Regions from separate parts of the Zea mays genome. Here region 2 is linked to region 1. Evidence: chromatin contacts called from public Hi-C data. All regions are on one chromosome and are shown on one strand. The core of a region is the stretch at or near the end of the contact, and the rest is flanking DNA. Distances in the headings are between cores, read along the strand shown.

Region 1 (5,187 bases), core at 1,957-4,456:
AGTTAGCACAGGAAGCACAAGCTACCAATTCAAATGTTCAGCGTCAAAGATAATGTCTCAAAAATGAATGGCACAAAACCAACATGTGCGGGTCCTCTCCTTCCCAGGATTGGGTATCGCGTCATCGACCATACAAACTTTCCAGCGACAAATGTAAACGTAGTAATTTCAAAGGAATCGTACAGAAATTTTACAGGAATCAGTTCATTTTCACAGGAAAACATAGGAAATAATAAGCGCCACTGAAGAGACAAAAACGAGGGGGATTGGGACAATCGTGGCTCCGGATGGCCATGGCGTCCTAGCTCTAGATGACTGTTGCAATCTTGAACCTCACTGCTTTCTCTCCGCTTCCATAATAAGAAATGGGGATAGCCTCTCCAAGTGTCGCCTCCGCCTCGACGGAGATCGACCGAGGCCGCAGCCGTTAGATGCGGGCGTGGGGTTGCGGGTTTGGGACAAAGTAAGGGTGCTAGGGCTTTCGCTCTCAGTTGTGACTCGTGTGGTGGCAGAGAGAACTAGCCACACGCTGATAGGACTTGTTTTGGACTATGGGTTAGATTAGAAAGAAGTGTAAAGACTTTTTACAAAAGGAATGATAGTGGAAACCATAGAAACTAGTAGAGATTAGGTGGTCCGTGTTTATTACATGTTCCATTGATTAGTGTAGAGAAGAGAACTACTATCGACAATTCTTCATTGCGACGAACCTACGCTATTTTTTTGCACCGCCGCAGTAGCCATACGGGTTCTTCTTGGCCCAGTTCCATTGGTCCCTGCACATCTCCTCGATTCCATATTGGGCCCTGTCACAGAAATACCACACAATTATTAGTTTGTCCTGATAAAGTGATAAGTTTTAGGTGTCGTTTTGTTCATGAAATATAACGTAAATGACAACAATAATAATTCACACTCGATTAGCAGTTGTAACAAGTTTGAATAGGACGGTATCAATTTCTAGAGTGATATATGATTATGGTTGGACTTAAACAAAAATAGTCTAACGTTATCGGTTACCATTAACGGTACAAATATGTGAACTAAATAGTGCCTTAGGCTATGTACATATGGCTACTCAAAACACGGTTTGCACTGTAGATGACAATATTCACAAAGTGAAGTTTAAATATGGATATGGGGTTTTGAGTAAGCTGCCCAAGATAGCCTTAGATGATGCAGATAAGAGTCAATGTTCAGTGTTCACGACCATTACCTCCATGCAAGCTCTCTTTCAGCCTTCTCAGTGGACGCGTAAACCTCCGTCGCGTCACCCGGTCTCCTGGGGCACAACTTGGTGGGAATCTCCTGCAGTTTTGCAGCCAGAGACGTCAGTTTCAGGCCCTTTTCTCCGGATCAGAGAGACACGATCCATGCACGGATAAAACCTTGCCGGAGGCCTTCTTGAACGCCGCCACCATCTCCAGAACGGATGTGCCGCGCCCTGTACCCAGATTGTAGGCCACACAACCTGTGCAACAAAAGAGCGGGACACGAGGTAGCATGGTCAAGTACGTACTACTAGATGAACATGTGGCGCCCAAGACGGTTCGGCAGCGTCGTACCTATATCAGGAGAGTCGAAGAGCTTCTTGAGCGCTGCGATGTGCCCATCGGCGAGGTCGACGACGTGTATGTAGTCCCTGATCTGCAACACCAATCAATCAAAAGCAATTACGGCCAATTCAACTCGCTCCAAATACGGGCGAACATTTCAATGCCCAGCCAAATGCTACAGCGACAAACTGTCAATGCCACTGATTAGTATAGCGAGGGCGCAGTACACGCACCGCGGTGCCGTCCCGGGTGGGGTAATCGTGGCCGTAGACGTTGAGCTCGGGGAGCCTGCCGACGGCGACCTGCTGGATGTAGGGCAGCAGGTTGTTCGGTATCCCCTTGGGGTCCTCTCCGATCTCGCCGGAGCTGTGCGCACCGATGGGGTTGAAGTAGCGCAGCAGGACGATGCTCCACTCCGTGTCCGCGCGGTGGTAGTCACGCGCCATATCCTCAAGGATAAGCTGCGGAAGCACAAATTAAGATGACGTGAAAACACGAGAAAAGCGTCTGGGCCGTTACACGTCCTCGTCAGCGACCGTGAACCACAACACGCGACACGACGCGATTGGCAGTTCCGTCATGGAGATTTTACCTTGGTCCTGCCGTATGGGTTGGCGGCCTGCAGCTTGGAGTCCTCGACGCATGGGATCACCTCCGGCCAGCCGTACACGGTGGCGGATGACGAGAAAACCAGCTGCACACGCGCGCTCGCGGCGTCAGTGTCAGTCAGATCGTGGCGGCCACCGCGCGCCGTGGCGAAGCAACGCTCGCGCGCAGGCAGGATTATCGGAGGCGATCCAGCATTAATAGTACCTTCTTGCAGCCGTGCTCCTTCATGCTCTTGTAGAGGTTGATGGTGCCGATGAGGTTGTTCTCGTAGTACATCTCCGGGTGCGCGACGCTCTCCCCCACGGCCTTCAGCCCAGCGAAGTGGATGACGGCGTCGTACCTGGAAATGGAGGACAGCAGCGCATGTGTGGCGTGAGAGTCAGACTCACGTCATTTGAAGGAAGACAGAAATTGAAGCACTGAAAGGGCTTCAGAGGAGAGAGGTCGATTTTGAAAGCGCGTGCAGCTTCATGGATGGATCGATCTAGCACCGTACCTCCTGGCAGCGAACACCTTCTCCAAGTCATCGGTGTTCCTCAGGTCCCCCTGAAAAACCCCACGCGACGGGCATGCAGCACAGCGCGATCGAGAGACCAATTCAATCAGCGTGGCGCGGGGCAAAGGCAAACAAAGGCTCATGCGAACGGACCCGCACCGCGGCTTCGGTACTTACGCGGATGAAGTCGAGGCGGGTGGAGAGCGCGGGGCCGGCGATGAGGCGGACGCGGTCGAGCGCCTCGGGGACGGAGTTGTGGAAGTTGTCGACGACGGTGACGATGTAGCCCTGCTCCAGCAGGCGCAGCACCGTGTGCGTGCCGATGAACCCCGCGCCGCCCGTCACCAGCACGCTCCTCATGCTCCCCGCGCCTCCCCCGCCGGCCTCCGACCCGCCGATCGCCATTGGACGATCGATCTGTTGTCTCTGCAGTCTGCGCCCGTGTGGTGCGTGTTCTGTTGCACTGGCACCGGCGGCGCTCGCTAGCTGGGGACCGGCCCCAGCGCGGGGCGGGGGGATATATAGTGGTCCAGTGCTGTATTGGTGCGCGTGCCGTGCGGTGCCGTGCCGTGGCGAAAGAGGCCAGCGCAACGTGACAGGCTCACGAATGCGGAGGTCAGGTGCGGGACAAACGGGTGGACTAGTGGCCGGTGTCCAAGCGTTAAGCCCTATGTTTGGCCTGGCTAGCGTTGCGGACTTGCGGTTAGCTCTGCTCTGCTCTGCTCTGCGCCCTCTACTCTGTACGGGTCGCGTTCGATTGCTTTCTTTTTTTGTCTTTCAACAACAAGGTCTCTGTGTTTTCGTTGCAAACGAAGCGAAACCGACGGCGGCCGCGACATTCGCTCTCGCCGTCGACGGATCCGTTGCCCTTGCCCGGCCGGTTCGGCAGGCTCCTGGTTGCCTGTCAGTTGTCACCCACCTCAACTCGCGTGCCTGTCGTTAGAGTGTCGTTTTGTCTCATTCTTAAGTCCGGTTATTCGCATTATACATAAATAAAATAAAATTAGAAAAAATTAAAAATAAATTTAACTTGTTTGTGATTTAAATCCACCGAATCCCACTTAATTTAGATCTTCTTTGGTTGTTCTCATTATATATAGATTAAATGTGATTGAAAAAAAAATTAAAAGAATTTTGACTTCCTTGGAATTTAAACTCACTCAATCCATATTGATTGAGAGCTAACCGAACAAGCCCATGGATAGAGAGTGATGCGTGGGAATTGGGATAAGCAAGAATCCGTTGGCGTAGGGGGAGAAACAGTTTGGCAAAAGGCTAAAAATGAATTCGATGTTGCTCACAGATGAGTATGGAAAATAAGAAAAGCAAACTATCTGATCGACAACGCCACAAAACCGGACAGGAATCGACGATTCATAAGTCCAAACCAAGACATGAAAGATAAAGCTACAGCAACTCTAGCGTCACATTAACATATATCAACTCATACATGATTTGTTCTTAACTTTTAATTTGTATAGTCACTATTTTGATTTTTCTCCCAAGCGAGAAATCTCCAAAAACAAGCTCTGCTCAATTTTTTATATTCACTTTTCGTACAGTATACCTGATGAAAACGCCATTGCCGATAGTTTGCTCTACCTTGTAAGTTGTAACTACAGAATACAGATACAGTGATCTCCCAGATCAGTAAAAAATATTATAACTGTTATTAATTGCAGCAGAAGACTGAAACCTCACAAAGAAGAAAAATCTACATTATATAGCAATTTGATTGAATTTATAAGGCAGTTACAGTTGATCAGGTGAGGGGTGCGCCTAATCCAATTATGATACATTCGCAAGGCACATATCTATACCGAGTCTTATTATCATATCCCAAATTATCCACAATTCGACACCAATTGAAGGGAAGAGAAGTTCATCCTCCTAAGCTGTGCTTCGCAGTCACCTTTCTCGTTTCCTCTTCATAGGGAGCAAGGTCTTTGGTTTTTCTGATCGCTTGTTGACTGATTCTTCATCTTCAACAAGGTGGAAACCGGGGTGCGATGATAATTTCTCCACTTCAACTTTTGCTACGTCCTTCCTTACTCCTATGTCAGTAATGTATCTGCCAGCACAGTACATCCCAGCAGTGACAGTGGCCATTCCAAGCGGACCAGCAGCCAGAAGCTTGAACGGAGTGGACAGAAGAGCTGCCAACGGCACACCAATAGCAGAAGAAGCTTGCCCACTAGTCCCAATGCCAGGCTCCTCAACAGGTAGAAGCCCAGTCTTGCAGTAGAGTGCGAAGTCTTCGCAGTTCTTCTCAAACATGTCGTAGTTTCCAAAACCATTTTGAAGCAGGTACATCGCTCGATGGACAACAACTTCTGGTGGGTCTGATTCGGCAATGGTGCAGGTCCCCCCACGAATCTTTGCAAGGAAAACTGCAGATGGCACTCCATACTCGAAGCAATAGAGGGAGCCGTTGCGGAGGAAACAGTCCAAGCAAGTGAGGACAACACCACTATTAGACAGCTGAAATCCACAATCAGGGAATGTTTGGCACTCTGATGAAATCTC
Region 2 (5,187 bases), core at 823-3,322, 490 kb before region 1:
AGTCTTGGGCTGTTGCGCATGGTGCAGTGGTGATCCTGGCAATGGCTTGGTGTAGGTGGTGCTCTCATCGCGGTTTCAGTGGCAAGGATCCTTGGAGCAGTGTTCCGTGTGATGGGCGGCGAGGTCCCCGTACACTTTAAGGTGGTTGTTTCTGAGGAGATTCGAGTTTGAGGAGGTGGATGTGGCAGGGCCCCCACGCATTGAGCGTTCAAGTTGGCTACGCTGGTGTTGCGACGAGAGTTTCTTCTTATGCAAGGCTAGAGCCGGGGGATTGACGGTCATGTGTGTGTGGCTGTGTGCGACATGAGGATGATAACCCCGTGGCGGTGGAGTTCGAGGTGTCACTCAGGCTTGCAGCGGGTCGCGGCTTTTGGCGTGGCACAACGTTGGCGACGACGGCGCAGTTCTGGGTGGCGTACCTTTGGCTTCCCTCCCAGGTTGAGGTGGTGTAGAGTTTTGTTGGGTGCGTTGTTTGCGTGGTGATGTTCGGTTCGACTCAGTTGTTTTTCTAAGGTTTGTAGTTGTGCGGGTTTGTCTCCACTAGTGTGGTCTACGAACCGTAGTGTTGTACGGTGAAGCCCCATAGTTGAGTCGAGTTGTGCGATTTTTGGGCCTAGTTTTTTCCTTAAAAACTGGGTCAATTCCCTTCTTCTATTAATATATACGGCAAAGCAAAGCTTTTGCCATCGTTTCGAAAAAAAGACAATAACGTGGTATTTGAGTACACCATAGTATTTTAGACCAAAAGGCATTTAGGAGCACATCTAAAAACTCTGTATTTTAAACAATGGTTTTACCAATACCATGGTATTTTGGGGTAAAAAAACTTCGGTCTAAACCAAGGTTTTTTGTTTGCACGCAGCTGCAGTCTTCTGTTCTCCTACACTACAACTGAAATATTGTGTCTCCAAACAGATGTTGGATTAGAATGATGTAAAATATACCATAGGTATGTCATGGCATACAATAACTATGGTATTATAAATTGTGGTTTTGAGAAATAGAGTTCCAAAACAGGCCCTTAGACCGTGTCCAGCAGTTCACCTATATGGTCACCCAAAACAATGTTTTACACTGTAGAATGCACTGTTTGCATTTTGCAGACTAAAGTTTAAATATGGGGATGAGGACAGATAAGCCGCTGGAGATAGTCTTAGGCAATTGTAGTGATGCATATTACTCATTACAAGAAACATGGGTTTTGAATAGCACAGAACGATCTCATCTTTCAAAGAATTGTAACTTGTAACAAAAGAAAAACACTGCACAGAATTATCATTAATTGAAAGTCAGACAGCAGAACAGCTCTGTGGCTCCACAACTAACTCTTGGTACAAAACTGTCTACATCGTATGAAAATGTGTATCCTAAGTACCCAGCAGCTCCATGTCAACCAATCGCTGCAATGATTGAGAGAATCCAATGCATCCATAGTTCCATACCTTGAAAGCGTCAGTCTTGCCCTTGGTGATCTGGTTCTTGGCAATGCAGCTGTTGAGCACATCCCTAGTAAACTCGTCGGGGTTCTTCCCATCGTCGATCAAACTAACAACACATGAACCATTTATAACCGTACCATAGCACGGGTCAAGAGCAAAAGTTGGGCAGGATGATGAGTGAAGATATCAGATCAAGGAGCTCACTTGACGACCTCCATTGGCACCTGGATGTTACAACCCTCGGCTAGTTTCTGCATCGTGTCGAGCTCCGCCACGAGCGCGTTCCTGAGCCACGACGCACACAACAGTGAACAGCAACGCAAACCCTAAGAGTTACAGCCCGAGGACAGGGCGGAACCGAATTGAGTGATCTCGGGCAACTCACAGGCGCTGGAGGAGGGGAAGCTGGGAGGCAGAGTTGAAGGAGGAGACGGTGAGGTTGAGCTGGTGGAGCAGGCCCAGCGTCTTCTGGATCGAGCTCGTCACCTGCGCCAGGTTCTGCTTCGACGCGTCCTCCGGGCGCTCCCCTCCGGCCCCCGATGCTTGGACGCCATTCCCTGCGGCGGCGGCCGCAGCGGAAGGATTCGCGGCGACGTTCTCCATGGTGCTGCCGGAGGTCAGAAGAGGAAAATGAAGGAAAGGAGTCGGACAGAGAGGAAGCGAGCCACACCCACCGGACCGGGTCACTGTCGAAGGTTTTCTCGAGGTATGAAAACCAACAGGACGGAAAAACTATCTTTCATTTCCGTATCCACGTTTTATCATCGGAAAATATTAGAAACAGAGTCGAGATCGAAATAGTCAAAAACTGAGACGGGATAAACGAAATTGTGAAAGCGAACAAAAACCGAAATATTAAGGGCATAATTTAATACAAATAAAAATGATATTGATATTTGACTAGTGATTGATTGGCAGGACAATAACATAAAACAAATAGATATAGAGAGGCAACATTCTACTGATGTTTGATTGCTAATAGTGTACATTTAGCTATATTTGATGTCGTTTAAGACTTTAGACCACTTGTCATAAAAGAACCGATGCTTACAATGACCATTTTTGCTATAATTTGTCACCTAAAGACACGAGGCTTTAGTTTATATACTAATGCATATTAGGCTGGTCCTATATTTATCAAATACGGAATAAATATGGGTTCAATCCGGATAAAAACGAGATCTCATAAAAACGGACGGAATAAACTCTCTCATGTTTCCATTCCGTTTCCATACTTTTCCCTAACATAATAATATGTCAATGCATCCTTGATGCTATTTTGGTTTTCATATTTCTCTACGCAGATTTAGACATTTAACCAACTATTCTAAGAAGAAAAAACAATCAAGAAGTTAATATAAAAATAGAGAAAAAACAACAACATTTGATAGTTATACAGTAGTAGTGGTTGTGACATGCCTTCCTAATGAATATGTCGTCACATAGAAATCCTCTTCTATGAGTCATTCATATATTTAGACGTGGATATTGAAAATATAATGTATATAAGAACAATATAAAAGATTTATCTTGCTTAATCAAGAAAGTGAAGCAGTAGCCATTACAAAAAAGAAATAGATTATATCAAATTTCAAATGATTATTATTGTATTTTTGCGAGTTCGACGTCATAACCTGTAGCGCCGAGCTAGGTGCCCCATACCTCCACACCATAAGTCTCGGCACCGAGCCGTGTTACTTCGGTGTTGTGACCTTTGGCGTCGAGGAAAAGGTCCAAAACAAGAATAAATCTTCCAAGAGATCAAAAGTATTTTTTACCAAAAAGTTAAATTGCAAAAAAATGGTCTGCAGGCCTGGCCGATCAAAGTTCTCTCAATTGCTTTTGAGACATTTTTTTATATAATCGTAAAGCTTTTAATACAAATATTAGTACATAAAATATTTTTTTAATAATAATTTAATAGGAATAAAATTATCTTTTCATATGAAAGTTAACACCGTTAAAAAATAGCGTTAGTATCATATGTGAAATCAAATTTATATAAAGTAGATTTATATTTGAGACTTTTTTTAACTAGTGCAGGTTACCGATCATATAAAATTACCCATACACGCACGTATACGAATACGATTGTACATCTGATAGGTATATTTTTAATAGGTATGGGTATTGAATGATACTAGATGTTAGATCATCCCTACATCTCGCACATTAGGTTGTCTCCGGTAGAGTATGTATGTAGACATGTAAAACACTGTTTTGCATCGTATACTGTAATATTTATAAAGTGGAGTTTGAAACAGAGGATGGAATAGAGAAGCCGCTAGAGGTAGCTTTAGTGTGACAAAATAGCCCTACCATACAGCGTACCAGGTCGGGTCAAAGGTCTATGCCATCTTAGAGCAACTCCAACAACTCCCACTATCCAAGTCCCAAAGCATATTAGAGCAACTCCAGTAGTTCACTAAACAACTCTCTAAATCTTAAATTTATTAATTAAACAGAAAAATGATTCTCCAATAGTTCTCTAAATAGACTTGCTAAATTTAGTTACTTGGTATCCAACCTCATTTACTCTCCATATTTGGCAACTCGATAGGAACTCCCTAAATGCAGTTGACGTCAATTTCCTCACACTCGTGTGATTATTTTTCCCCTTTCTCACACAGTGAGGTAGTCAGGTACGACACACTCTTTTTTATCATTTTCTAGCACAGTGAGGTAGCTAGGTCCAATGAGTGCGATACAAGTTTCTCCTTCACCGTCGGACCACTAATATCTCATAGGTTGCGCCATCGGACCACCACTCGTCCACAAGTCGTGCTGACTGGCCTTTTACCCTCCGTCTGGCCTCTGCTCTCAACCCTGTCGTTAGCCAGATGTGATATCCTGGCCCCTGGAGGTGTTATCCTGGCCCAAGGTTTAATAGAATTAATAGTGTATTTATACCAACAATGTGCATCTTCTTTTTTGGAAGTCTATCTCGAAAGAACCTCCAAGTTAAGCGTGTTTGGCTTGGAGCAATTTGGGATGGGTGACCGACAGGAAAGTTTTCTTGAGTGCTCATTAGTGAGGACAAAGTACGCAGAAAAGACTTTGTGTTGGTCTATGGGACAATATATGGTCCTAAAGAGCTGCCAGGAGTAAGTACCGCTGGTCCGAGGGTGAACAGGGTGTTACAAGTGGTATCTGAGCCGACCCTCGCGTTTCACGAGCGTGTGTGGGTTAGGGGTTCGGGTACATGGCGCATGACGCATGTGGGCCCGGAGTGGCCATATGGCATGACATATGACGACACTAGATACATAGACGTGGCTAAGAGGGGAGGTTCCTGGATTGGAGTTAACCAACGAGGACGTCGTCTTCTAAGAGGGTGGATTGTGTAATCCTGGCCTCTGGGATAGTGATATCCTGGCCCAAGGCTTAATAGAATTAATAGTGTACTCATACCAACAAGGTGCATCTTCTTTTTTTGGAAGCCTATCTCGAAAGAATCTCCAAGTTAAACGTGCTTGGCTTGTAGCAATTTGGGATGGGTGACCAACCGAAAAGTTTTTTTGGGTGCGCATGAGTGAGGACAAAGTGCACACAAAAGACTTGTGTTGGTCTATGAGGACAATATATGATCCTAGTGAGCTGCCAGGAGTAAGTACCACCGGTCCGAGACTGGACGGGGTGTTACACCAGATCCGATAGGGGCAGGACTACCAAAGCTAGATTCAAAATCGAGTTACTCCCTAAATATGAGCAACTATAGGAGACTAACCTATTTTTTACTCCCAGTAGC

Evidence for each region. Hi-C and Micro-C count contacts between places; a contact is called where the count stands out from the background.
Region 2: a contact with region 1 is called in a Hi-C map of leaf, with 7 times the contacts expected there. The contact joins the promoter of LOC100283957 here to the promoter of LOC100193772 in region 1. A contact is called at or near these places in 4 of 25 Hi-C or Micro-C datasets (bundle sheath, ear, leaf and 1 more).

What each region holds. Positions count from the first base shown.
Region 1 is chr7:148,041,159-148,046,345 of Zm-B73-REFERENCE-NAM-5.0, reverse strand. It overlaps LOC100193772 (Bifunctional UDP-glucose 4-epimerase and UDP-xylose 4-epimerase 1), which reads right to left and starts at 3,206. Exons shown (of 9, transcript NM_001321930.1): 1 at 2,839-3,206; 2 at 2,662-2,711; 3 at 2,370-2,505; 4 at 2,149-2,250; 5 at 1,790-2,017; 6 at 1,566-1,647; 7 at 1,389-1,471; 8 at 1,217-1,308; 9 at 193-806. The coding sequence starts at 3,066. The coding sequence ends at 716. LOC100279623 (NC domain-containing protein-related) reads right to left here. Exons shown (of 2, transcript NM_001152619.1): 2 at 4,193-5,187. The coding sequence ends at 4,570.
Region 2 is chr7:148,528,702-148,533,888 of Zm-B73-REFERENCE-NAM-5.0, reverse strand. It overlaps LOC100283957 (mediator complex subunit 10 CG5057-PA), which reads right to left and starts at 2,072. Exons shown (of 5, transcript NM_001156855.1): 1 at 1,825-2,072; 2 at 1,644-1,724; 3 at 1,443-1,545. The coding sequence starts at 2,042.